Linked DNA regions of Anas platyrhynchos: region 1 is linked to region 2. A link is a contact called in public Hi-C data. All regions are on one chromosome and are shown on one strand. The core of a region is the stretch at or near the end of the contact, and the rest is flanking DNA. Distances in the headings are between cores, read along the strand shown.

The links. A called contact is a pair of places that touch in the nucleus more often than the background predicts.
Region 1: a contact with region 2 is called in a Hi-C map of liver, with 2.2 times the contacts expected there. The contact joins the promoter of TCF3 here to the enhancer-like site in region 2. A contact is called at or near these places in 4 of 8 Hi-C or Micro-C datasets (liver, skeletal muscle, small yellow follicle and 1 more).

The regions. Positions count from the first base shown.
Region 1 is chr29:4,647,299-4,650,396 of IASCAAS_PekinDuck_T2T, reverse strand. TCF3 (transcription factor 3) reads left to right here and starts at 1,521. Exons shown (of 20, transcript XM_038169034.2): 1 at 1,521-1,820.
Region 2 is chr29:4,584,908-4,588,113 of IASCAAS_PekinDuck_T2T, reverse strand. It overlaps TCF3 (transcription factor 3), which reads left to right. Exons shown (of 20, transcript XM_038169034.2): 18 at 825-1,063. Among named protein-coding and RNA genes, the nearest start is that of UQCR11, 13 kb to the right of the region's middle. Within about 2 kb of position 1,538, at least 1 of the 8 cell types and tissues checked has an H3K27ac peak or open chromatin away from gene starts, as enhancers often do.

The DNA.
Region 1 (3,098 bases), core at 272-2,771, 62 kb before region 2:
CAGGACCCCTGTCGCTGCCCGTGGGGCTTTGCACAGCCCTCGGTGGCAGGGCACCCGGGCTCTGAGCTTTAATTGCGATTGTTGACAGGGAAATTATGGCCACACAGGCAAAATTAGAATATAATCGCATTAGGGAAATGTTTAATCTCTTCCTTGTCATCCCGAAGAGCGGAAGGCGGAGGGGGAGCGGGCGAGGGGCGACGCTTCACAGCAAGGGGAGAGTGACCGCTCTGGGGGGGGACAGGGGGGTGACAGCACCCCGAGGGGGGGGCCACCAGGCAGGGACAAAACACGGGAGGAAAGGCAAGGGGCACTGCACGAGGCTGCTCCACTGTTCCTTTAGCACCGGGAGCATGAAGCATGGGCCAGGGGGTGACATCTCTGCACCCCAGTCAGGGCTCAGCCCCGCTCCCAGCAGTGGTTTTATGTCACCCCCAGCCCCTCGGTGCCCCCGGGAAGGCTCCCGGCCGGGGCACAGCAGTGCCGAGGCTGCAGGGAACCCGAGCCAGCCATGGCAGGGTGACCGGGGCTCGATGAAGGGATGGGGCTGAAGGCAGAGGGGCGAGGATGCTTCCAGTATTGTTTGGTCTCCAGGCACGGGAGGCATTTGGGGTGTCACAGGTGCTATGGAGAGGGGGAGAGGGGACATTTCTGCTGCCACCTGCATCCCCCATGGGGTCCTGTGTCCTCCCTCCCCACCCCTTGCTCCCTTTGCCCCCCGACGGGCACCGCTCCGCTGCTCAGCACCCCAGCAGCCAGCGGGTACAAGCCCAGGGAGGGCATCCAGAGAGGAGGGGAGAAAACCCCAAATCCTCCACAGAATTGGGGCATCTCCCCCCCAGCCCCGCTCGGCGTCTGCTCTGGGAGCGCAGCGATCCAGCGCCACCCCTAACCCCCGGTTAATAACCGAATAATTATAAAGCAGCAACTTTATTCGACTCGCTAACCCCCTGCCCACCCAACACCAGTGCCCGCCGGGCCGCCCCCGCCCCCGCCCCCGGCCGGGCTCTTTTCTGCCCGCCCGCCCCGTCGGGGGCCCCGCGGCCGCCGGGGGAGCTGCGGGCGGCGACGCGAAACAACGCCCGCCCCCTGCCCGCGCAGAGCCCCGCCTCCCCGCTTGGTGGGCGGGCCCCGCGGCAGGGCGCGTTCCGATTGGCCACGCCTCCCGCCACTCGCGCTGCGCCCCCTTTCCATTGGGCAGCGCCGCGCGGCCTTATCAGTGTTCATCTCACCCAATCCTCGTCTGTATCCCTCCGCCACAAAACATAGTCCCCCTCTCCTCACGGCGGCCCTCCCCCCCCACACCCCCCACACCCCTCCCGCCGCGCTCCCCCCTTCTCCCCCTTTTCCCCCCCACGCTGCTTTCATCTCTGCCCTCTCCTCGCTGCGGCGGGGGGGAGATACGGAGAGGAGAGGCGGCGGAGGGATACAGCGAGGGGAGGCGCCTGAGGTGGAGTGGGCGTGGCCTAACGGGGGAGGGGGGGGGGGGGGGAGGCGGCGGCGCTGGGGCCCGGCCAAACCCCGGGGGCGGGGGCGCGGGGCGCACGCGCCGCCCGGGCCGGAGCCAGGCGCTGCCGCTTCGCTGCGCCGTGCCCGCCGGCGGCGCCAGAACAATAGGGGCCGGGGCCGGGGCCGGGGCCGGGGCCGCCCGCCGGCACAGGGCGCCGCGGCCGCTTCCAAGGCCGGGCCGGGGCCGCAGCCACCGCCTGGGTGCCCGCGGGAGCTTCATGCGCTGCCCTTCTCCTCCTGCCCCCCCCCCCCTCTCCCCGCCCGCCGCCCCTCCGCGCACGCACCGGGGGCGCGGTTGTGCCCCGGAACAGGTAAAAAAAAAATAATAAAAAAACAGAAAAAAAAAAAACTTAAGGAGGGGGGGGGGGAACGGTATGGGGGGGGGGGGCAGACCTCGAGCAGCCGCGGGCGGGGCGGGACCCCCGGGGGGGGGCTGGGAACTGAGGTGGGGGGGGGGGGGCTCGGGGGGGTCCGTGCCCGGCGCCCCCCGGCCCGGCTCTTTTGTCCCCGGCGCTCCGCGAAGTTTGCAGGGGGGGATGGGGGGGGGGCTGCAGGCACCGGGACCCCCCCCCCTCCTCACCCCCTTTCCACGCTGCGGGGGGGGGTCCGGCTCTTTATGGGGGGGGGGGCCCGTTCCCTCGCCCCGCTCCCGGTGGCTGCGAAGTTGGGGCCGGGCCCCCCCGGGGGGGTTTTGGTGGGGGGGGGTCTCTGTTCCTCCCCCCCCCCATGGCTGTGAAAGTTTCGAGGGGGGGCACAAGGAGGGGGCGGCCCGCTCTGAGCCCCCCCCCCTTAGCGTGAGGCCGGTGGGGGGGGGGGCTAAAAGGAGGGGGGGGCCGCTCGGCCTCCACCCCGGCCCGGGGGGGGCTGCACGGTTTGGGGGTGGGGGGGGGGGGCACGAAGGGGTCCGGGTGGCGGTGGGGCCGCTTGGGCTCGTCCCGGGGCGATGCGAGGGGGTTTGGGGGGGGCAGAGGCTGCTTCAAACGCCCCCCCCCCCGGCCACGCCGAGCGGTGGCTGCAGGGGCCCGGCCCGGCCGGGAGGGGGGCACGGAGCCGGCCGGGCCTTGGCAGCCTTTGTCCTGCCCGGGGGGGGCCCGGGGGGAGCGGGGAAGCAGCCTCGGACCCCCCCCGGGGACCCCCCCACCAGTCCCACGGGGTCAGCCCGGCCCCGGCCTTTGTGCGGATGGAGGACGGGGCCCGGCGGCCCTTTTAACTTTTAAGTTAAAAACAGAGTTTTGTTTTGCTTTTTTTTCCTTTTTTTTTTATAAAAAGACGTGAAAATAGTTATTTTTTTCAAAAAGGCCCTGGCTGAACCCTGCACTGCGAGTTGTTAAAGTTGTCCCGGGGCGAGTGTTGCCTTGGGGGGCTTCGTGTGCTGGAAATGGGGGGGGTCCCAAGGTGCTGCCCCCCCCCCCCCCCCCCCCAGCACCCAAGGGACCCCCAGAAGGGGGCTCCCTGCCCGCCCCCCCCCCCCCGTCACGGCCGGGAGCAGGGCTGTGGGTGGGTGAAGGCGCTTTAAAAATAATGTCCAGATGCACTGGTGACACTTAAACTCCTTTTTTAAAACAAAAAGTAAAATAAAAAATCCCCGG
Region 2 (3,206 bases), core at 289-2,788:
TGGATCCACCAGCCCCTACCCACCACGGGAGCCCTGCCCGTCCTCGCAGGTGCGTGGCGTGGGCCGTGCCGTGCTGGGGAAGGCTCTCAGCCTCCTGGCCTCCCTGCCCTGCTGCCCCCATCCCCACGGCCGGAGGCTTTGTGCCTTGTCCGCGCAAGCTGCGCCCGCCTGGGTGCTCGCTGGGGGCATCGTGGCTGTGCTGAGGCAGGAAGGGGCGCTCAGCATCCCTGGCTGGAGGCTGGGGGGGGTTTTCAGCCTCCTCCCTGCTACAGTTCGGCTCTGCTGTCTGCCTCGGGGCTCCTGAACCCCCGTTGCATCCAGCCAGACACGTGGCAGCGGATCAGGTGGAGTCCTTCCAGCGTGCTGGCTTGTCCGCAGCCTCGCCATCGGCTCGGGGACCTCGGCAGGGCGATGCTGCCCAGAGGGGCAGTGCCGGCCCCGCTCCTGCCAGACAGCGGCCACCTCCTGCCCCAGAGGCAGGTGCTGCCCGTCCCTGAAATTGTAGCTGGGGACACCAGTGTCAGCCCTGAATGCCTTCTCCGGGCCACCGCACGACCTCCCAGCGACAAACTCAGGCCTTAATCGCATTGTTGTGGTTTCTTTATTTGCTTTGTATTTAAAAAAAAAAATGCGGGGGGGAGGGGATGGAAGAAGAAGAGTCTTAATTGCTTCTCTCCAAAGTCACCGCATGTCCCCGTGTCCCAGCGGGGGCACGCGGGGCGCAGCGTCTCGGTGCCCGATGTGTGTTTCTTTTCTGTGAGTTGACCAGTGCTGAGAGTGCACGCGAGGAATGTCCCTGTCTCGTTCTTATTTTAAACCATTAGTCAAGATGAGGATGAGGAGGACGATCTTCTTCCCCCAGAGCAAAAAGCCGAGAGAGAGAGAGAAAGGAGGGTCGCCAATAATGCCCGTGAGCGCCTGCGGGTCCGTGACATCAACGAGGCCTTTAAAGAGCTCGGACGCATGTGCCAACTCCACCTAAACAGCGAAAAACCGCAGACCAAACTGCTAATCCTACACCAGGCCGTATCAGTCATACTGAACCTGGAGCAACAAGTTAGAGGTCAGTGAGGGTCCCGGAGTGGTGATATTTTACGTATCTGATCGGCACGGGGCTGTCTGTCTGTCTGTCTCCTGTGACATGTGCTGTGGTGCCTTGCACTCTCTCTCTGCCCTGTGGCCTTGGATTCCCAAGGCTGTTGATGTCCTTTTTTTTTTTCTTTTTTTTGTCCTTTTTTTTTTTTTTAATTTTTTTGCAACCCTGCTGTTCTCTCTTTTGTTCCCCCCTGCCATCGCGTGTGCTGCATGCTGGTCCCCGAGGGGGAACCTGCGCCCGCCAGCCCCGGCGGCTGTCCCCGCTTTCCTGCAGCCAGCCGCTTTGCTCAGCTGCTTGGCCAGCAAAAAAAAAAACACCCAAGCAAACAAACAGCAAATCTTTGAGAGGACCTGAAACCTCTCCAAGGGCAGCTCCGAGCCCAGTGCCCGTCCCTCCCCATGGCTGCTCAGGAGGTGCCTCCTTCCTCCCCGGCACAGCGCTGGGGAGCGCAGGCGCCATGTGAGGGGTTGGCACGGCTGAGCCCAGGACCGGGCAGCCCTCGCTGCCTCTCAGAACCGCTGTCCCTCACAAGCCAGGAGCTCTGCGTGTCCATAGCAGGGCCCGGAGCCAGCAGCGGCCACGTGCGGGCTCTCCCCCTCGCCGGGGCAGGCTCGCTCCTTCCCCACGCGTGTGTGCCCGGAGGGGAGGCGCAGGGCTCGCAGGGCTCAGCTTCCCGCTCCAGAGACTTTGCTGCTTTGTTCCCGCAACCCGCAGTGCATGCTCCTGCCTCGCAGAGCCGGGCAGGTTAACCCCCTTTCTCTCTGCAGAGGCTGTTGTAACACGAATCCGTGGTTTGTGCCTGGCTGTGCTCCTCTCTGCTGGCCTCTGCTGTTGCATTGATGTTGGAGTCCTTTGTGCCTCTCTTCAGTTTGTAATTTTTTGCCTTTCATAACGTATATTTTTTCCTGTCTCTTTTTTAATTTCCCCTTCCTTTTTATTTTTTTTTTATTTCGAGTTTTTTTTTTTTTTGGTTCTGTTCTTTCCGATCTCCTACAGACAGTCCCCAGCCGTGACCTCTCGGTGGTCCCACTCTCTACCTTGTACTTGCTGCTTGCGGATGGAGACAGGAGCCGAGGGGTGGCGTGGGGCCGGGTTAGACAGAGTTGGCACCGTGGTCACTTTGGTCTCCCACGCTTGTCCCTTTTTAAACCCTTCTTGGACGCAGCTGGGGAAGCAAGCGAAGCCCCGTGTGCTGCTGTCGGCAGACTTTAGAGCAGGCAGCTAGGGTCTCACTTCTCCAGCGGTTTTGGTCTCCGGGCTGCTCTGCAGGAGAGAAGCCGACCCCACATCCCCTCCTGCGGGGCTGCAGTGGGGCCATGGGGCCCCCGTGTGCCCAGCCACAAAGCTGGGGTCTTTGTGCCGCGATCAGCGGCTAACAGGGCAGGAAGGGGAAGGAGATCAGGGAGGTGTTACAGGAGCCAGGCAGGCAGGTGCCACAAATTGGCTGAGGAGCCGCACATCCTTACAGCCCCGAGGACACCGCACGGCCCCACAAACCAGCAGCACTTGCTGCTGGCAGGGACAGGGCTCCATCCCGCTCGGTTGCAGTGTGCAAGGCACTGAGGAGCTGCAGCACTGCCAGGAGCCACAGCCACCAGCGTTAGCTGGGAGGAACGAGCCCTGTCACTGCCAGGCTCCACTCCCCAGCTGCAGCATCCCCAGGCGCTGAAGAGAGGCAGGGACAGCGGCAGCCCCCAGCCCCATGCAGGCAAGAGCTCATCCGGGGAGCCCTCGCTTCCCCTCCACGTGGTCAGGCACAGCCTGGGGGCTCTCCAGACCCCCGAGCAGACCCAGGAAGGCTCTGCCTCTGCCACCCACCTTAGGTGGGGGCTTGTCCCCGCGTAGCTCCCCTGGAGCCGAAGGCCGTGGTCTGCCCTGGTGTGAGGGCTCACCCGAGGAAGGTGTCTTTCCTGCAAGAATTTTTGCTCTGGGGGAGAAGGTCGTCTGTACAGCAAATTGGGGGCTCGGAGGGGACGGGCTGCGGGCGAGGCCATGGTTGAAGATGCTGCCAGCACGGTGCTGCCTTCCCCACCCACCGGCCTGTTTGGGGCACCCCCAGGATGCCACCAGCGGTGGAAGCTCTCCTGAGCTCCCAACCCTGCCTGGAAAA